Regions from separate parts of the Triticum aestivum genome. Here region 1 is linked to region 2. The links are chromatin contacts, called in public Hi-C maps. All regions are on one chromosome and are shown on one strand. The core of a region is the stretch at or near the end of the contact, and the rest is flanking DNA. Distances in the headings are between cores, read along the strand shown. Region 1 holds the start of LOC123092953 (protein OBERON 4). Region 2 holds the start of LOC123092952 (sugar transport protein MST4).

Region 1 (7,000 bases), core at 333-2,832, 160 kb before region 2:
AGCGCGTGCCGGCTTGAGGGGGCTTGAGGGGCGATGCTGGCCCCGTTGTTTTTGAAAAAGATCCGGGTTCCGTTGCCTGCCCTGGGTTCATCCCCCCAACAGGTGTCTTCTCCGGTTCAGAAAGTTCCCTCTTGTTGTAGAAAAATTAATGCGGCAGTCGCAGCGGCATCACCGCTCCACCCCAAGATCCATAGGAATCCTAACAAGAATCCAGTTGACTACACCGAAAGGCGCTTCATGTGAACCAGAGGCTCAAGCAGACCATCGTCCGACCTCCATGCCCGGAGAAAACTTGAGAAGATTTCAAGCAAGTGCGGGAGCCCGCCGGAGGTCTTGCGGCCACCCTCCCCAACCTCTGCCACTCTCGGGGGCTATTGATGGGGTCCTGTACCGGGGATGACTATTGCCAGGGAGCCCGGCCTCATCGAACACAAGGGGCCTGCTAGGCCCAATAAAAGGAGCAAACCCTAGGAGGCGAAGACGACATTCGTGATCTTCAAGACTAGAGGGCGGCAACGCCCGAGATCGCATGTGCCATGTAACCCTAGACCTTTCTTGCCTATACAAAGGGAGGTCTAAGATCCTCATTCATCATCTATCCACATATAGGAAACTCTCGGTAGCAATCTCATTCACCATTGTAATCCCTCCCATGAGGTATCCCTCCATTATCAATCATCAAAACCAGCACGACGTAGGGTATTACTCTCCGGAGGCCCAAACCTGGATAAATTCCTCGTGTGACCTCCGATTCATGACTTCCAGCTGCGCTTGGACCCCTACCGAGGGATGTGACGGTATTTTGCACCGCCAACGGACGCGCCCGGTCGCGACCGGGCCTCTCTGTATCCGCCCTACATTTGGGCTGGATATGAGGGTGCCGGTCAGCTCGGGCATTTGAGCCCGGTTTGAGGCGCCCGTGTGGTTGACTTTTTTTATCGATCACTGATCGGGCCATCCGATCGGATATATGAGGGAGGTTTGAGGCGTCCGGCTGTAGATACTCTAAGGATGATGAAATATTTCATTACATGTTCAACATCCACTCATGATTCCCTAGTAGTGTTTTAAAGAAACACAGAGAACCTGTAATCCCGAATGCAAGCAAACTTTAGAGAATAAACTAGTGGAGGAGTAGTCAGCTTCTACTAGCCCCCGGACGGAGGAAAAACTGGTGGCTTGTTGTTTTCGTCAAGCAATTGACAATTGCCAATTGGTAAACTCCGGTCTCCGCAGTTGCTCTCACCTTGAGAAAAAAAATCAAGAACCCCTTCTTAATAAATTCAGAAATCTGGTGGGAGAAGCACGCAACATTGCAAACTCCATTTTCCCCTTCGAATCAAATCGAAGTCTGTGGTAGAGCTCCACTTGGCCGATTGGCTCCACTTCACTGGAATCTGGATTTGCGGGGACGACGGGACAAGTCACCAGTGCGGAGGTCGGGAGACGCTGATGCCCACGCTATCGTCTGCACGCAAACGCCAGTCAAAAGCTGACCTTTCTGGCTCACACATAAGAGATCAGACCACCGCACCACGCCACCCGAGGCCTCCACGACATGACCCATCATCGCCCCAGACGCATCCCCAGCGCGCCACCAACCCACCACATCCACCCCCACGAGTCCACCATCGCCGTTCGCCCCGCCCTGCCACGCGCCACCGCGCCACGACGCCCGGCCCCCGTCCCCTGTTCGGCGCCGGATCCGCTGCGCTTACTACCATCTACGAAGGTGGGCCCCGGCCGAGCGACTCCCGCGCGTCAGAAACCACGGGCCTCCTGCACCGCGCTCCGTCGGCGGTAAAAAAAAAAGAGAGGAGGAAGCATGGCCGGCCGGCTCTGAGACCCGGGTCCAAATCTGGGTGACGCCCGTTGACCGCGACTAGGAGGGGAGTGGCCGAGAGCGAGCGAGAGCCGGGGGAGGGAGGAAGAGGGGAGGAGTGAGCCGGAAGGACGCAAGCCGAGGCGACGCGAGCAGCAGCGGCCACCTCGCGCACGCATTTCTCCGTACACGCCCACCCGCTCCTTCCTTATCTCTCCTCAGCAGCAGCCCCTCACCCTTCTCGGCGAGCCGATCTGGCATGAAGCGCCAGCGGTCGTCCTACGTCGACGACGATGACCCGGACGGCGACAGGCGGAGGTTCTATGACCGCGGGGGCCCGCCGTCCCCGCTGCCGCCGCGCCGCCGCCCCGCGGAGTACGAGAGCGACGAGTTCGACCGCCGGACCGGCTTCGGCGGCGGCAGGTTCTACGACCACCGCTACCGGGACTCCCCCTCACCGCGGGGCTATGGCGGGGACCGGGCGATGCACCGCTCCGAGAGCTTCTCCGGCTTCCGCCGCGAGTTCCCCAAGGGGTTCCGCGCCGACCGCGACCGGTCGCGCTGGGATGCGAGCGGCAGCGGCAGCGGCGGCGGCGGCTCGGCGTGGCGGCGTCCCGGTGGCCCCTGGAGGGATCCGCACGGCTTGGACGGCCACAAGTCTGCGACCAGGCGGCAGGCGCCGTCGCCGCCTACGCCCCCTCGCCGGTCTCCTAGTGAGCCCAGGAGGAGGATAGATGGTCCCAAGGGGGACAAATTGAGGAAGCACAACTGCGGCGCCGGTGAGATCGAGGAAGGGGAAGTCGCGCCAGATCCGGACGCCAAAGCCCCGCCTCCGCCATCCGCCGCGGAGCATCAGAAGTGGGTTGACTCAGGCCGTCCTGATGACAAGGGAACTAGTAAGAGATGCGAGTTGAAGAAAGTGGATTCTCCTGGGCTGAGACTAAGAGTGGATTTGAGAACTCAAGCTGCCGACAACTTGGGGAAGGAGAAAGGGAAGATCAGCGATGATGCAGTTGCAGAAGCAGGGAAAGTAACAAACACGCAGCATGAGAAATCAGCATCGGATGTCACAGGGAAAGTAGCAAACACACAGCATGAGAAATCGGCATCGGATGTCACAGGGAAAGTAGCAAACACACAGCATGAGAAATCAGCATCGGTTGTCACAGAGAAAGTAGCAAACGCACAGCATGAGAAATCAGCATCGGATGTCATGGGGAAAGTAACAAACACGCAGCATGAGAAATTAGCATCGGATGTCACAGAGAAAGTGTGTGGAGGAGATGAAGCTGCCAGTGCTGTTGATCAAGGTGGACAGAGCACTTCCTCCGCTATGCAGCTGGAAGCGCGGCATGACGCAGTGGTTACACGACAAGATGGTGCCAACGCTGCTGATGTGGGTGTGCAGAGCACTTCATCTGGTATCCTGAAGGAGGCTACCATGGAAGAAGTGGAGACTACCATGGAAGAAGTGACAACAGAAGTTGAAACTGCCATTGCTGTCAATGATGTTGAGAAGGGCACTTCATCCAGCATACAAAAAGAATCACTGCAGGAGGTAGTAATGGCATTAGGCGAGGCTGCTAGTGATGATGATATTGTTTGGATTGGCAGTTCATCGACTACGCTGCAGAAAGTTCTTCCTAAAGAAGCAACAGATGGAAACGTCAATGGCGGTGGCGGTGTTGGAAATTGCGCTTCATCCAGTATCCTGCAGGGGGCGATGCAGGAGGAAGTGAAATATGTAGATGTAGCTGCCAATATTGCAGATGCGCCAAAAGAGGTCAGTTCTTTCAGTATGCCGAAGGAAGTGGTGCATGAAGACGACACACCGCTAACTGCTAATACCATTAATTTGCTAGGAGATAGCAACTCATCCGTTATGCTGGAGGAAGCAATGCATGAGACAGTAACCACGAAAGAACTAACCGCCAATGCGCCTGACGTAGCTGGAAAGAGCAGCTCATCTACTATGCTCCAGGAAGATGTCATGACTTCTCTGTGCCAAGAGTCTCAAGAAATTAAAGAAACTGAAATAGGAAATGTTGGAGACAAGAAGATTGATGAAACAACTGAATCTATCGCATCCCAGCCAGTGGAAGAGGGACTCGAGAGGTACGGTTGTGAAAATAGAGTTGCGCTTGACAAAACTGAAGTTGTAGAAGAAAAAGAAGAAGCAGTTGAGAATGAAATCGTTGCGAAACAAGTAATACATGTTGATCTGGAGGCCAAACTTGCAGGTACTGGTGCTTTCCTTCAGCCATCCAAGGACCATATTAAGGATACTGAGGAAGAGGGAACGACTTTGGATCTGATTATGGAGAAGCCAAGGGCTGAGGATAAAGGAAAGGGTATAGCATTTGATGTCCTTAATAAGGCAGGTGGTGGTACTTTAGTGGGGAGAGGTTTTGACATAGGATTGCAGCCTGACACAGACCAAAAAGAAGCATGGAAATCTACAAGCACTACTTCCGGAAAGCAGGAAGATGACACACTCAAGATAGGGAGACTTGATCTTTCACTAAGCTTGTCAGGTGGTTTACAGGATCCTGAATTCAAAAGTTTTGTTCCCAGACCTGATTCTGTAGCCCATGGACCATGCTCTCAGTTGTCGTCGTCATCATCATCATTCTGCACAAATTCAGATGGAATAACAGCTTCTGTATCATTGACCAATTCTCAAGCATTTGTTCGCAACCCTAGTTTCTCACATACTCAACGGTCATTGGACAATTGTGAGCATTCAGTAGGCAGTAAACCTTTGTTTCAAGGAGTTGATCAGGTGAGCAACAGCACAGGATGGCAAGTAGAGTTGTCCTCAAACATATCTACTGAGAAAGGGAACCCTACCCCGCTACTTCAGAAAGCACTCCAAAATGGTCATTTGTCAGATACCACTTTGGTTGGTGTGAACATGCAGAACAATGGGCTATCGCCAGTCCTGTCGACAGCACATAATCATGGTTCGCTTGATGCTGGATTGGGACATAGTAGACATAGGAGGCAGCTCACAAGAGAGAGAAGTAGCAGCAGTCTTTCAAGGGGTGAGCTGCAGCATGAGGAACAGCTTGTTCTGAATGGTGCTGGTGTTGTTGAGAGGGTTATTTCCAAGATTGTTTCAGACCCTCTGAATTATACTGGAAGGATGCTTCAAGAGATGACAGGCAATTCTAGAGCATATTTGAGGGAGGCCATTTCTGAGATCATAATTAATGCTGATAAAAGAGGACAAATAGTAGCGTTGCAGGAGGCACTTAAAAAACGATCAGACTTGAATAGTGAAATACTGCAAAGGTGTCCACGGGTGCTGTTGGAGATACTTGTTGCTATAAGGACGGGTCTTCCAGATTTTTTAAAGAAAAGCAATAGCATTGCTACACCTGATTTGGTTGACATTTTTTTGAACTTGAAATGCCGCAATCTCTCATGCCAAAGCATTCTACCAGTGGTTGATTGTGATTGTAAAATTTGTAAGCAGAAGAATGGTTTCTGTAGTTCTTGCATGTGCATTGTCTGCTTGAAGTTTGACACGGCATCTAATACATGTAGTTGGGTTGGCTGTGATGTCTGTCTTCATTGGTGCCATACGGATTGTGGCTTACGCCACTCCCTTATTCGAAAGGGGGGAGCTGGTTCTAGAGCACATGGTACTAATGAAATGCAGTTTCATTGCGGTGCTTGTGGACATCCATCAGAGATGTATGGTTTTGTGAAAGAAGTCTTCCGAACATGTGCTAAACAATGGAGGGTGGAGGCTCTGATCAGAGAGCTTCAATATGTGGAAAGGATCTTCTCTGCAAGTGATGATGCAAGGGGTAGGAGAGTCAGGGACTTTGTCAAGCAGATGCTGATTAAATTGGAAAACAGGGGTTATTATTCTGAAGTCATCAAATATGTCATTGCATTCTTTTCTGGTAAGCCGCTACCATAAGTAGTGAGAAATAATAGTTAACACTCCATGCTTGTTCAGTTCTTGCTTTTACTTATATATTTCTAGACATATAAGACTAGTAACCATGTTAACGTCAACCGTGCTTGATCTTCAAACCAATAACAGATTAACAGTTACCCAGCTTGTAGGCTTTCTCATTAAGGATTCTCCAGTACTACAGATTTTGTGGTCCATGCTTTCAAAACTGGTGTAAATACGAGTGCAAGCTATGATTGATCGGCAAATTATATCTTGCTAACACTCTGTTTCTAATTCCAGATGACAATCCTAACATGGGCAGTGGTCCATTAGTGCCACTAAAGGGCATTCCATGCAGCATTGCTGAAGGAATAAATGGGATTCCTAGTTCGAGTCGAACGGCAACATGGTTACCATCAGTTACCTTAGAAGGAGTCCCGTTCCTACAAAAAGCAGGTGTTGTTTCTACTACTGGGAGCCAATCAATGCCTAGAAAAATAGCTGAAACTGGATTTCAGGTGGTCAATAATAAGCCAGTTTCTGATGAACTGGATGGTCTAGTGAGGTTAAAGCAGGCTGAAGCAAATATGTACCAGGAACGTGCCAATGAAGCACGTAAAGAAGCCGAGAGTCTGAAAAATATCGTGATGGTAAAATATGCACGCATTGAAGAACATTATGCTACTCAAATGTCTGAACTCCACATAAATGAGTTGCAAGAGAGGCGCAAGCAAAACATTGAAGAACTTCAAGTCATTGAGAGATCGTACCATCAATTTCTCAGCATGAAAACGAGGATGAAAGATAACATTAGGGAGTTATTGTTGAAAATGGAGGCAACAAAACAGAATCTAAGCACATAAACGAGGTTACTGCCCGTGTTTAGTTGCAGATACCAAACTTGCTGAGCTTAGTGAAGGCAGACTCCATATTGTGTAAGTTATAAATCTTTCATGGTATATTCCCTTGATGATGCTGAGACTACCATACAGTAAGATTATTTATTCTCAAATGTTACCCAGTATCTTCCTTTGATAATACATCCAATTTTTGAAGCTGACATATCTACACAAGTTTTACATGTTATCAGCTCCTATATTTTGTGCACCATTCACATGGGTAAAATTATGAACAATTAACTTTAGTTGTTGATGCTTATTTTTGAATAACTACTTACATGCATGAGTTCTGTTTTCCGGATGTAAGTTTCTGTGAAATGGACAAAATAAAGTAACTGATTCTCTTCGAAGGTTCAGCTACTAAATTAG
Region 2 (6,313 bases), core at 3,090-5,589:
GCAGGTTCCGGAACGGGTGCTTCACCTCCTGCGCGATGCGGCTTGCCTCCACGATCTCGTTGAACTCCGGCTCCACGTTGTCGGTGCCGCGGATCCGCTTGAGCACCGCCTTGCCCTCCTCCAGGTGGCCGCGCTCGATGAGGCTGTTGGGGGTGTCGGTGACGAAGAGCGCGCCCAGGGTGAGCATCGCCGCCGGGATGCCAGCCAGCGACAGCGACAGCCGCCAGCCCCACGGGTGGATCTTGCTGGTGCCGTAGTTGACCAGGTTTGCGAACAGGATGCCGATGGTCACGTTCAACTGGAACAGGATGTTGAGCCCGCCGCGGATCCTCGTCGGCGCGATCTCAGACAGGAACAGGGGAACGGCCTGCACCACAGTTGTTCGTTTCGTTAGAGTTTTTTATTTAAGAGGCGGTGAAATCACGAAATGGGTCGTCAAATGCAGACGGCCTTAACGAGGCCCATTGGGCCCAGAAGGTTCTCTTCCCTTTTTCCCCCTTTTCTTGCGATATTACTAGCATGTGACTACGCTAAAACAAATCACCTAGCATGCTTTCCTACTGCCAAGAAAATCAGTGACCGTACAAATAAAGTGTCAGAAGCGCACCACCTATCACCATCGGAATCTCTTAATCAGCGGGTCTAATCAGAAGCGTTGGAATTAAGTAATAAAATATTGTTGGACTAATGATCTACTCCTACTCGAGCCAGTTCTGGCACACATGCATGCTGTCTTGCCTGCTTCGTACTACATAATTGAGTCTAGATGCGTTTATATACTCCTATTATACACAAGTACGTTATGTTATTATTTTGTACGTTAGTCGGTTAGTGTGTGCATAATTTGCAAACTGACGCTAGGGATGTAGGTGGCAAATAAATGGCGTCCACAATTCCGTTTAGTTAGTTTTTGCTAGCTTGATACTTCATTTTCTTCAAACAAACAAAAAACCTATTTGAACTATCATATTATAAGTGAACTTTAAACGGGATTAAACAGGACCCGGTTGACATCCCTAACTGACGCTCAATCAGTGCGTTGATCCGTGTAGTAATCTAATGCATCACTAGCGCACAAATTCTTGGCATTTTCAATCGAGAAACCTCCCCGCTACGAGGTACAGGCCATAGACACATTGTTTTTTTTTTTTCAGTGTTCGACGAAGAGTCCAAGCGAAGTGCACCTCCAAGTCAAGCATCAAAGATACAATTTTGGTCCAACAAGCATCTAAGTTTATGTAGAACTACTCTATCAGGTAGGCCCGCTTCGTATTGCGACCCGTGTGGCCTAGACGTGAACAACCGCACCTGCTTGCTGCTACTAAAAGAGCGTTGCTATGCACATGATAGATTTGCGCCCGATGCCTGAACGATCCTCCATGACAGCGATTCGGCGTGCGTGCAAGCATGAAATTTGGACGTGAAGGAAGAATCGTTCACAGATCGTGCGGAAGTATCGCCCGTGAAGCAATTTCGGTACTAAAATAAAAGTTTCGACAGCCAAAAACAGAAGAATCCAAAGCCGCTGTGTTTGTATATTCTACAACTAGTCCAAGTTGATAGCAACTTGGGACAACTAAAGAGAAGGGCAGCCACACCAGCAGACTAGTAAAACCAAGAGAAGCCAACGAGATAAGCTGCAAGCTTACACCTATCACCTGTTGGTTGGCCCAAGCTTCTCCTACCATTTGGGCCAGTAATTTCTAAGCCTGGAGTCGCGGCCAGCATCGGAATCTTGAACTTAACAAGTTTATCGCGAGAGGTGAGGCGATGCCACCAATGGAAGGTGTCCTCGTGCGCCAACACGAGTCATGCACCGCCACATGGTTTGTACGTTTGACCCCTAAATTCCGGGAAACATGAGACGGATACGATGTACTCCTACTACATACGTACTGCAGCTAGTACGTATAAAATGCAACAGTAGTTCATATCTAGAGCATTAATCTGGACGTAAAAACTGGTAGGACCAGTAGGTTTAGTTTTGGTCCAAAGATTCTTTGATGCTACCGTGGACGTGGACGGTGACTAATTGCCAGCAAACGAGGAAGAAACTGCGCACGGGTTACGTCATTTTCATAGACACGGAAAATTATGTCTCGCGCATGCGTGCTATTACTACATACTCCCTCTTTTTCGGTTTATAAGGCTCAAATTTAAAATCTCATCAACCAAGACACTTGATGTATGGAGGAATGTATCTTGTACTTTACAAAACTACCCAAATTAAAATGATGCATTAATTTGAATTAATTGTAGTGCATGCATGCTTGACTACTAGATGAGTACTCCCTCCGTCCGGGTTTATTGGGCCCTTAGACCAAATTACAGGTACCAAGGCAGAACTAATAATTCCCTCGAATTAGCACCATTATACTTCGGCTTCTGCACCAAATTAACTGCCAAAACAATCAAATCTCGCTGCATGCGCGCACCTACCTGCATGCAGCCCCATGCTCACTTTAATGTAGCGGCTGTACCCAATACGAGGGACGCATGCGCCAGCTGATAAAGGAAAATCAAGCTATTTGTTGCCTTATTAAGTGCGAATGAAGGAAACGAGGCGTGGAGAAAATACTCCGGTTGCATAAGGGCCTTGTAAATAGGGACAGCGTCCGGTTGCCCACGGGCCTAATAAACTCGGACGGAGGGAGTATGAAAGTTACATGCATTGGGGAGTTCCTTTTTAATTACTACATGCAAAGATTTAATGCACCTTGGAATCTCAATAGGAGATGGAGATGAGCCCTTTAAATTGAAAAAACGAAAAAATTGAGATGAGCCCTGTAAACCGGAAAGGAGGGAGTATTTTTCTCAAACAAGCCACCGCTAGCTTTACATGTTTGACTTCGGTTTCTACCAAGATCTTTTGACTTAAGTTACCTAGGAGTACGTACATATCAAATGTTGCTGCGTACACGTACGTAACCTTGCTTACTGGTATTAAAAAAATATACAATTCTGAAGCTGGTGGAAATTTGTGCTAACCTGGTTGGCGAAACCGACGCCGCAGCCGAGCAGGATCCTGCCGATGATAAGCATAGCGAGGTTCTGGGCGGCCCCGTTGAAGATGACGCCGATGATGAAGAAGACGCCGGCGATGAGCATGGTGAGGCGGCGGCCGAGGCGGCGGGTAGTGTAGGAGGCGAAGAAGGTGGCGGTGAGGCCGGCGAGGTAGAGCGATGAGGTGAAGAGCTGCAGGCCCTGGTTGTCGTACTTGCAGTAGTTGCTCTCCTTGTCCTGGTTCTTCCGGCGCAGCACCGCCGGGAAGAACTCACGCAGGAAATCGTCCATCGATGTCACTCCGCCTGCAAAAACCATCAGTTTTTGGATCTTAGAAATGGCTGTTAATCGAGCTGGACGCTGTGAAAGAAATGGATAAGATTTTCTTAATTAGTTTTACTAAGAATTCATTAATACTACACTACACCAAAAGGCAACGTGTCCACACAAAAGACAGCTTTGTTGAATCAGACGTACGTGATCTGAAGATGTACAAATGGGTTGACTTAACAGCCTATCAAAGTAGGTGGCAAGATGGCAGCAGTTACTCTCTACTTTCTTCCAAATATAGTATAATATTAATTCTTATATATACGGGGTATCAGTCACAGAATCATACAGCTAGCACAGGAGCGTGTATATATGCATGATCCTGGCCAGAAAACTGGATAGTGTTCACAATGGAGTAAATAGGAAAGAGTTTGAATTATCGGCTGGCCGGTGCGTGGTAGTTAATGAGGAGGATCAATTGCATTAACTTCGTTCCAATTATCCGTGGTTATCTGCTTCGCCATATGAAGAGGAGAGACGGCAGCCACAAGTAAACGCCATAGCCATGGAGTCAATTAAACTCCTCTCTTTCATGCGTGGTTCCATTATGGATAACATACGCGCGGATCGACGAGGACGGCATGGAACCCTAAACCATGCATGTGAGGCGGATTTGACATGATTTTCCAGAGCTACCACGGGAGCACGCAACGCACGCACATGCATGGAGGGAGATGATCGATCGCGGGAAAAAACTGCATGGACATGTAGAGTATAGGAGTATATCGGGTTACCTGAGATGCCGACATCGTAGCCGAACATGAGGCCGCCGGTGGCCGCCATGATGCAGGAGATGATGACGATGGGCGTGATCTTGGCCTCGAACTCCACGCCGGACGGCGCCGACACAGCGAACCCTCCGCCCGGCATCCTCGCAAGCCGGCCGGTCAAGCTACGCCGATATAATGGAAGCTAGACAAGCAGCGAGTGTTTCTCCGCAGAGCCACACGAGGAGAGCAGCCAAAGGAAGGGGATTGGAGATGGGACACAAGGCTCCAAGTCCCTGGGGTATATATAGGGAGGGAAGCCCACTGCGCTAAGAAATTTCAAACGCAACCGAGCGGCCAGATCAGGCCACGTCGCCTCCACGATCGTGCGGTGGGGCCCGCACGACGGCTCTCTCGCTCGCAGCTCGCTGGCTGCCCAGTCAACGGACGGCTCCACGGCCCACGGGCCAGAGCATGCACCACTGCGTGCACAAGCACGACGACTTTTCCGTTCCTCCCACAAATTATGGCTTATCCAAACCAAACCCTTCTAGTAGTAAGCCTTTATGGGCTCCTTTTTTGGAAAAGAAAACTGGAGAGCAGCACGGAAAACCTTGAGGATATTCTCTTATCGGACGCCGACCTTCTTGACAACGAGATCGCTGGATGGGCCCACATGTCGGTGAACGATCTGTCCGAGTTTCCGGAGTGTCAGCAACGGGCGCAGCTTCCTTGTTGCTGGCTTGGTTCATGTGAATGGAGGACCTTGACTTTGAACGTTACCATTTTAACGAAATTTATACGTCACGTGGGGATGGATTCGCTTGGGAAAATTATGTGTTCGTCGATGTGGATAGCAGTGTACATGCAAGCACAAGAAATTTGACTCCTGGTCGGCGTTCGCCGGCGATTACCACAGTGCATGCGTGCGTGTACTTTTCCACAGGGGAAAGTGGTGTTGGCCAACTGGTTCTTGTTTATGCATAGCTTTTGTACATTAGTGATTTCGTCGAGATACGATGGTACAACATACGGCTGTATAAATATACCACTGTCACGATGTCGACCAAGAGCAGACTAAATCAAATCTCCCTTCCAGCTAGCCTCGTCGACATGATATGATACATCACATGGTAACGTTGCAAATTAGTATTCTAAACTTCTCCATTATTTCTGTAAATCAGTTCGATCTCGCGTACTTCTGAGAGGAAACACACGCCGCGGATTAGGACTAAACAACGCAACTAATTATCCACGTTAGGCTCACGGGAAATGAACGTAAGCCGTGGGATTAGAGCATGTGGGCTAAACGAGTAACGACCGGTCGCTCCTCCAAATAACAAATCTGCGCGAAATCGAATTTCGCTTTGATCTTTATATGTCCAGCAACCCAAGCCCATTTGCACGTTCTCACCGGCCGGCGGCCGATGCTGCGTAGTTCATACCGTCATATGATAAGTCAACCAATCTTATCGCCTGAATATTCAACACCCGAAGCCCTGCAGCCCTGGCCCCGAATAATGCCGTCAGGGGAATCAAATGGTTTTCCTCGAAAAGAATATACACCCATGGTCGAAAGAAATCAAATGCAGGAATTCGGCACGGTTTGCACGCGAGAACTCCCACCCGTTTGGGAATTTTAAACGGCGTGCGACGCCGCAATTTGCATCCTTGGTTCAACCCGATGGCCGACTGCGACGTGTTCTCAAAAGCAGAAAGGGACACGAGCGAGCCGGAGCTTTTGTCCAGGGCAGGCCATGACTTCTGCGAAACTTCAGCAAGCTTACGAACAAGAACAACACTGTGCGCAGCACAGAGGGCCACGACAACAGCGTACGTGTTACGTGAGGATCTTTTTCACTGCCCGTATGCTTATAGTGTAGTAAAATATGCTGCGAGTACGCAGTCAACGCCACGCATGGGTGTCTCACGTACGCACAGCACCGGTTTTCCGTATGATCTCTGAAAAAAGAACACCGGTTTTCCGTGAGGAACTCCCTAACGATCTCTGGGTTTGGTTTGCGTTTCGGTGTGTCTGAAGTCTGAACCAACGGCCGGTCGCCGTCGGGCGAAGCTGGAAACTACCTCTCCGAGACACGTCCGGTCCTGGCTGGGCTTTGACTCTGAGGTACTAACTGATAACGTAAACACGCCATCTTTCCCCTCACAGGCAAACTGCTTATATATAGAAAAAAAAATACGTACTAGTTTACGGCACACCTGTACTGATCGATGAGCCATTGTTTCGGAGTTCAGAGCCACCGTGGTCGAGT

What was found. Hi-C and Micro-C count contacts between places; a contact is called where the count stands out from the background.
Region 1: a Hi-C map of leaf shows a contact between it and region 2, with 2.8 times the contacts expected there. The contact joins the promoter of LOC123092953 here to the promoter of LOC123092952 in region 2. A contact is called at or near these places in 3 of 5 Hi-C or Micro-C datasets (all in leaf).

What each region holds. Positions count from the first base shown.
Region 1 is chr4B:504,267,179-504,274,178 of IWGSC CS RefSeq v2.1, reverse strand. It overlaps LOC123092953 (protein OBERON 4), which reads left to right and starts at 1,582. Exons shown (of 4, transcript XM_044514816.1): 1 at 1,582-5,407; 2 at 5,471-5,736; 3 at 6,033-6,667. The coding sequence starts at 2,082. The coding sequence ends at 6,595.
Region 2 is chr4B:504,113,480-504,119,792 of IWGSC CS RefSeq v2.1, reverse strand. LOC123092952 (sugar transport protein MST4) reads right to left here and starts at 4,339. Exons shown (of 3, transcript XM_044514814.1): 1 at 4,068-4,339; 2 at 2,989-3,308; 3 at 1-367. The coding sequence starts at 4,203.